Regions from separate parts of the Pan troglodytes genome. Here region 1 is linked to region 2. The links are chromatin contacts, called in public HiChIP or PLAC-seq maps. All regions are on one chromosome and are shown on one strand. The core of a region is the stretch at or near the end of the contact, and the rest is flanking DNA. Distances in the headings are between cores, read along the strand shown. Region 1 holds the start of MINDY1 (MINDY lysine 48 deubiquitinase 1). Region 2 holds the start of SEMA6C (semaphorin 6C).

Evidence for each region. HiChIP or PLAC-seq counts read pairs in DNA pulled down with a chosen protein or histone mark.
Region 1: a contact with region 2 is called in an H3K4me3 HiChIP or PLAC-seq map of stem cell-derived excitatory neurons, with 2.5 times the contacts expected there. The contact joins the promoter of MINDY1 here to the promoter of SEMA6C in region 2. A contact is called at or near these places in 1 of 7 Hi-C or Micro-C datasets (stem cell-derived neural progenitor cells) and 1 of 1 datasets of contacts at active chromatin or transcription factors (stem cell-derived excitatory neurons).

Annotation. Positions count from the first base shown.
Region 1 is chr1:98,205,324-98,208,510 of NHGRI_mPanTro3-v2.0_pri, forward strand. It overlaps MINDY1 (MINDY lysine 48 deubiquitinase 1), which reads left to right and starts at 1,543. Exons shown (of 10, transcript XM_016926769.2): 1 at 1,543-1,737. The coding sequence starts at 1,734. It overlaps PRUNE1 (prune exopolyphosphatase 1), which reads right to left and starts at 1,584. Exons shown (of 8, transcript NM_001280211.1): 1 at 1,314-1,584. The coding sequence starts at 1,352.
Region 2 is chr1:98,067,355-98,070,690 of NHGRI_mPanTro3-v2.0_pri, forward strand. It overlaps SEMA6C (semaphorin 6C), which reads left to right and starts at 1,966. Exons shown (of 19, transcript XM_063813718.1): 1 at 1,966-2,201. LYSMD1 (LysM domain containing 1) reads left to right here. Exons shown (of 4, transcript XR_001709395.4): 4 at 1,680-1,750.

The DNA.
Region 1 (3,187 bases), core at 293-2,792, 140 kb after region 2:
CACTTTACCAAATGGTGGAAGAGACCCGTCATTTGGGTTACTGGGGGGCAAAATCCAACTGTTTAGCACTTAGAACGGTGCCCCAAAAACTCTACATTAGTCCTCCAATAAGCACCCTGTGGTGGACTCAGAGGTAACAAAAAGGGATTGGTTCCAAATGGCCTTATGCATTGAAATAACTCCCCAAATTTGTTTTTCACAAGGAAAATGTCTATGTAATTGGTGTTAAAATGGACCTTCTCCCCAATTCAATATGAAGACAATTCATTTATTCCAGCAGCTGAGTCTGCAGCAGGAATTAAGTGACTTTCAGGATTTGTTAAAGACCAGAATCTGTCCCTCAGGGGAATTTGTAGAGTTTAAGATATCTAAAAAGGAAAGCTCAGCAAGCCGTCTATCTAGGTTTCTTCAGGGCAGTATAACTCAAAGTAGAGGGGCCGGGTGACCTCCTGGAGCCTGTCTCTGGTTAGCTTTTTGCTGCTAACTGGGGATAACAGCCTAATGCCTCATGACGGCTCAGCATGGCTGGGTGAGTCCAGCTGAGTCAGAGAGCACCAAAAATAAGCCACAAAGCATTGAGTAGTCATATTTATGGTTTTGATTCCAAACACACTTTGTGCTTATCCCTTCCAAGTGGAGAATTTTTATGTCATTTGTGTGCGTTAAGGCCAAAGGAGAAACCTGGAGGCAAAGGAATGCTGGTTGTGGGTCAACAAATATACCTGATGGATTTTGTATGTTTGGCTTAAAAACACTGACTTAAAGTAAAATACTGTGACTACTTCTAACCTAGAAATGAGTTCAGCCCGCCAGACAGAAACTGCCATTCGGAGGAAATAAAGCCGTGAGCACCGGTTCCCTCCACACCCCCGAGGTTCACCTGGAGGCCAGTGGGCCAAGCAAAGCCTTGGGTGCGGAGAACTCAAAGAGGGGCGGGGAGAAAAGAATAAACACACCTCGCGGGGCTAGGCTGGCGGCGGCACAGTCCTGGTTCTTTTGACGGAACTGACCAAGATGACAGCAAGCAGAGGCTCAAATGCAGGATTCAGACCCAAGACTTCTCCCCGCTCTCAGGCGGACCCCAAAGGCGGGGAGCCAAAAACCGGGAGACTGAACAAGCAGCATTCTCACGCTCCTAAACTGGCTTCTCGCTCCTCGCTCCTCATGCCCCAAAACTGATCAGGCCCCAACCCCCCTCCCCACAACTCAGTGTTCCCTCCACACGGACCGTCGAGGCTCCCCCAGATCCCACGTCTTCGTCCTTCCTGGACCCCGTGCTCCATTCCTTACAGTCACAGACAGGGATTCGTTACCTGCAGAGCAGCTCGACAACCCTGCAGGTAGTCCTCCATGATGAAGCCCAAAGTACGCCGTCGCCCCTGGTCGAGTAGAGGTGCCCCTGGTCGAGGAGAGGTTTCCCCGGCGAATGCAGCCCGCCCGGGACTCAGGGACTAGAGGCCAGAGTCAGGAGGCGGGACTCGAACCCGCCACACGGCGAATCGGCCTCCGACCCCGGGAGGAACTGCGTAAGCGGGCGCTCCGGAGTCCGGCGTCGCCCCGCCCCCAGCGGCGGAGGCGGGGCTCTACGCCCAGAGGCTCCTGGGACGTCTTTCCGGCGAGGCCAAGGGGGCGTGGCGTGGGGCGACGTGGGAAACGTAGTCCCTCAACTCCGCAATGACCCTAGCAACCGAGGGAAGGATCGTTTTCTGAGGGATCAGTCGTTTGGTAAACAAATGTGTATGTGTCACAGTAACCCATTATTGTGGCATCTGAACTTTCCCTCTCAGATCAGGCCAAGTATAACATCTTTACATATATCTCACCGAGCATCTGGTGACATTTTAAATGACACTTGGCAAAACAGATCATCTTCTTTCTAGAAATTCTGCCCTTTACCAAACTGACTCAATCGCCACCAATTTTGTGGTTGTTCATGTTAGGAGAACATTAGAATAATCTTTGACCCCTCTTGTGAACACCTACAGTCTCCTGCCAACTCCTGCTGCTTCTCCCTTTGCAACTCTGTAGCCTGTTTTTTTCTACAGCCTCGGCAAATATCTTCTTCCTTTCTTGGACGGTTGTAACCTTGGCTTTTTGCTCTCTGCCACCCTAATTGTTCCAATTGCTCTTTCAGCCTTTAGAGTTGCTTGAAATTTCATCCTGTGGCGGCCCTGTACATAGAGTTTAGGGAACCCTTCAGAATGTGGAGTTAGGTTCCAACCTCCCTTAACTGCCACTTTCCAGCCGCAGAGTAGTGCAGGTACTGCAAATAAATGGACACTCATCATCAAAAATTCCCTCATTTATTTATCTATCCCTTTATTTCCTACCGTCAGCCTCACACCAGCTTTTCCTGCTTCCCCAGCTGTAAATCGAGAGGAGGTGACTGATGAGAGACCTGCAGTGGAACCAAGATCCAGAGCACAGGGGTGTTGGATCTCCTGCCTGCTCTGCCAGTTCTTTTCTTCTTCTTCTTCTTCTTTTTGAGACGGAGTCTTGCTCCGTCTTCAGGCTGGAGTGCAGTGGCAGGATCTTGGCTCACTGCAACCTCCGCCTCCCGGGTTCAAGCGATTCTCCTGCCTCAGCCTCCCGAGTAGCTGGGACTACAGGCATGTGCCACCATGCCCTGCTAATTTTTGTATTTTTAGTAGAGATGGGGTTTCACTATGTTGGCCAGGTTGGTCTTGATCTCTTGACCTTGTGATCCGCCCGCCTTGGCTTCCCAAAGTGCTGGGATTACAGGCGTCAGCCATCGCGCCCAGAGCCTGGGGCTTCTACCACACCCTCTGCACTCTACCAGGTGCACAACCCAACCAGTTTCATTTCTAGACTTAAAATTATACAGCAAGGACTTGGAAAGGAGCTCTCTGGAGGGCTCCAGAGGGAAAAGAGCTGGGTTTGTTTGTTTGTTTGTTTTTAACATTAATTGAGTAATACATGCAAATATCGTGCTCTTTGGTCCTGCTTCTGTGGATCCAGGGCAAAGGACTGCCATACCCAGAGAGAGAGCCCAGATCCAACAAGCTGCTTCTGTCCAGCCCTGCTCCTCCCTACTTAGCAAGGGCACTTGCTCTTCCCTATTCTCACCAGAGAGGCACAAGCGCTCCGTCCCTTCTAGAGGCAGGCAGAGGGAAGAGAAAGGGTCTGTTGTTTTTCTCTCCTGTTTCTCGCTCCCTCTCTGCTGATC
Region 2 (3,336 bases), core at 716-3,215:
GTGCAGTCTTCGGAGAATATTTATTGTCTTCTTTGCACATTTGGAAATTCATGTTCAATGTAGCTTTTCTTTTGAGACTTGGTGTTGTCTTTTTAATAGTTTAGTACTATTAAATATTTAATATTTAGTACTGTCTTTTTAATAGTTTAGACTTTTTAATAGTTTAGTATGTGCAAATCTTATTTTAATTCAAATATATTATCATTTTCTTAAAGTCTGGAACCACAACCCACAGTGGATTGTGTAGTAGATTGTGTCTCAAGTAAGTGTTTAATACTTATTGGATTGAACTGAGATTTGAGCTGGGTCCTAAAACTTTAAATGAATTACACCTTAATCCCCACTCACTAATCTGTTCAATAAGCATGTATCTGAGTACCTAAACCCTGTGCTAGGAGCTGAGGAGATTTCTTTTAACCTCTCAGTGCCTCTATATTTTGAGGTGTCTTTCTCTGAAAATTTCTTTCCAGCCTTTAAAACAACCCCAACTGTCTGACAGTTTGCTGAATTGCCTTGGACCCAAGATCCCTCGGCCGTTAATTCTGTGTAGATATTGTCCCTGTTTATCTTCTTCTATTTTTTTAGATCTGACTTTACTGAGTTACTGTTCATCTTACTGGTTCACCTGGCCTTAAATCTGTCTCTCTGTCTCTCTCTTTCTGTGTGTGTGCGTGTGCACATGTGTGTGTATGTTTAGGTCTCTTGTGTACTCGCTGTGGGGCTTAGCCTAGTTGTTGATACTCCCCTCCCTGATCACAGTCCAGTTAAGGCTGGCCTAAAGTGGCAAACCCCTTCCCCCTCCTTTCCTCTAGTCCAGAGTCCAAGATGTGGGTAGAAGTGTTCAGTCAGATAAAACTATCTGAGAATGCCAGTGTCTCCCAGGCCACCCACTTTCCTGGAGAATTTTGAGAATGTCTTTTGTCCCAGCCCCACATAGAGAAGAATCCTACCAGGCAATACCAAGGTACCAAGCAATCCTGTCTGTAGTAGTTTATTCTTCCTCCTCACTGACATTCCCAGGGGCTTTATGAAGGGTGGGGAGGGAGAAGGGGCAGTTTTGCTGTTTGGAGGGATGTCAGGGTCCTCTGAGGAAAGGTGGGACGTATGTCTGTGGGGCAGGAAGGCTGTGTGGGTTACTTTATCAAGTCTTAGCGTTGCTACTCTTTGTGTCTTTCTCTGAGTCAGTTAGTCTTCATTTCCACATCTGTTTTGGCTTCAGCCTCTCTCACCTGCCCTCTTCCATTACCCAACAGCCTGACTGCTAGCTAGTTCTTGCCATAGTGGCCCAAACTCATGCTGCTTTGTAGAGGTGGGAGGGGAGGAGATCATGGAAACAAGGGAAACCTCCTGCTGACACCTTCCTTTCCTTTCCCAGGCCTCCAGCCCCCACGCGCATGCTAGGCCTCCTTATCCGGGTCAGGACGAACCAGAGGAGGCCTACGGGGAGAAATAAGGAGACAGAGGGACAACGCATAGAGAGGAGCAACAGAGAGTTGGGGGCAGAGTCAGGGAGATGCGGGATGCGCCCTCGGGAGCAAGGTCGCCCAAGCCGTATAGGAGGGGAAGGGAGGACGGATCGCGCAGGCTCTGATAGCCCAGCCCAGCCCCGCGAGGCTCCCAGGTTTCCTGTCTGTTTCTCCTCCCAGCTCCTCTTCCTCTCTTGTGAAATTTCTCCCCAGAGCCTCTCCTGTGCCAGCCTGTCTCTGCTTCTGTATGTATTTCTTCCTCTGCCCGGTGTCGGCGACTGTCCGTGGGTCTCTCCATCTCGCGTCTGTCTCTGGTCTCCAGTTCAGCCTCCCGGCCTGGCCCTCTGGGTGGACGGTGCTCCTGGCGCCCCTCCCCGGGCAGCACTATTGGCGGAGAGGTGACGAGAAGGCGGTGTCTAGCCGCCCTCCGAGGGCGGGATTAGTCGCGGGGAACCAAAGGCGGGCAGGAGGTGGGCCCGGCTGGGAGGCGGGCGGGGCCACTGGGGCCGAGCCCAGAGCCCCGGGCGGTCGCATTGTTTTCCTCCGCGGATCCGCGGCTGGACTTGGACCCAGGGCTCTCCCGACAGCGCCCTGGAACCCAAATTCAAGCACCATCCAATTCGGACGCTCATCGCATCTCGCCTGAGCACAACCACGGATTGCGAACTCAGCGCAGCGCGTGGCCGCTGGCCGCCCGCGGCGATCTCGATCCCGCTGACCCGAATCCTGGAGCAAGTACCCCGGGCAGGGAAGGGGCTGCGGGGAGGCGGGGAGGGAGCAGGAGGGCGCGGCCGGCGGGGGGCAAGCTTCTGAAGCGCTAGGGGACCAGGGAGGGTGTCGGCGCCCGGTGTGCCTGGCTGACGGAGAGGGTCAACGAAATTGGGGTGCAGGGAGGAAGGAGGGACAGTGGCCGAGCCCCGTAACTGTACTGGTGAGAGCAGAGTCTGGGCACCTCGTTCAATTGGGCTTTCGTCGAGTCGCATCCCGCTGGACTGGGAAGCGCGAAAAGGGATTATTTAAGGCGCGCTCCATAGAGAGGGTGGAAAACCTGGCCCCTTGCTTTCCCAGCAAGGAAACTAGGGCTCCGAGACCCACGGAGAACTAGACCCTCCTGACGCCCCTGAAGGGATGGGAAGAGGGGCGCATCGTTCCGGACTTTGTGTCACGGGTGCTCCTCTGTCCTTGTGCAAGCCGGAATCTGAGCACCCTCTGAAGGGTTGGCTCGTGCAAAGAGGCGGCGAATGGGGCCCTCGAGCAACATCGGTCCCAGCGCCTATCTCCTTCCTTCAGCCCGCTCGGCCCGGGGCTTTGTTAGACTGAGGTCTCCCAAGGAGGACATCCGAGCTGGCAACTGCCTCCTGAGCCCACGGTCCCCACTGAGCGCCGGCCTCAGGCCCGCCCTCGTCGGTTCTCAGCCTCTGGCCCCGTTTCCCTGGCCTGGGAGACCCGCCTCCGCTCCCCAACCCCCGCTCCTATCCCCTCTCCGTCTGCGCCTGCAGGCCCCTCCAGCCCCTCCTCTCGCTAACGTGGCTCTGGGACCCGGTCCCGGCCCAGACTCTGCTACCGGCCCCTCCTCGGAGCCCCGGATCCGGTGAGGGGGAGACACGTCGAGCCCCTGGCCCTAGGCCCACCTCTTTTCGAGGCTTTAGACACCTGGATTGTCCTGGTTGGGGGTTGGGTGGGAAGGAGGGTAGGTGCTGAGTGTGGGGCTAAGAGCTAAGAGTGGGGGAAATGGCTTGGAGAAAGGAAAGCTCCGGTTCCACAGGCTCCTTGGCGCGACCCTGCTCCCTCTGAGGAAGGTGGACTGGGGCGGGCGACCAGCCCAAAGGCTTCCTGCTATTGTCCCCAGCCCAGTCTCCCCTTCTCCATC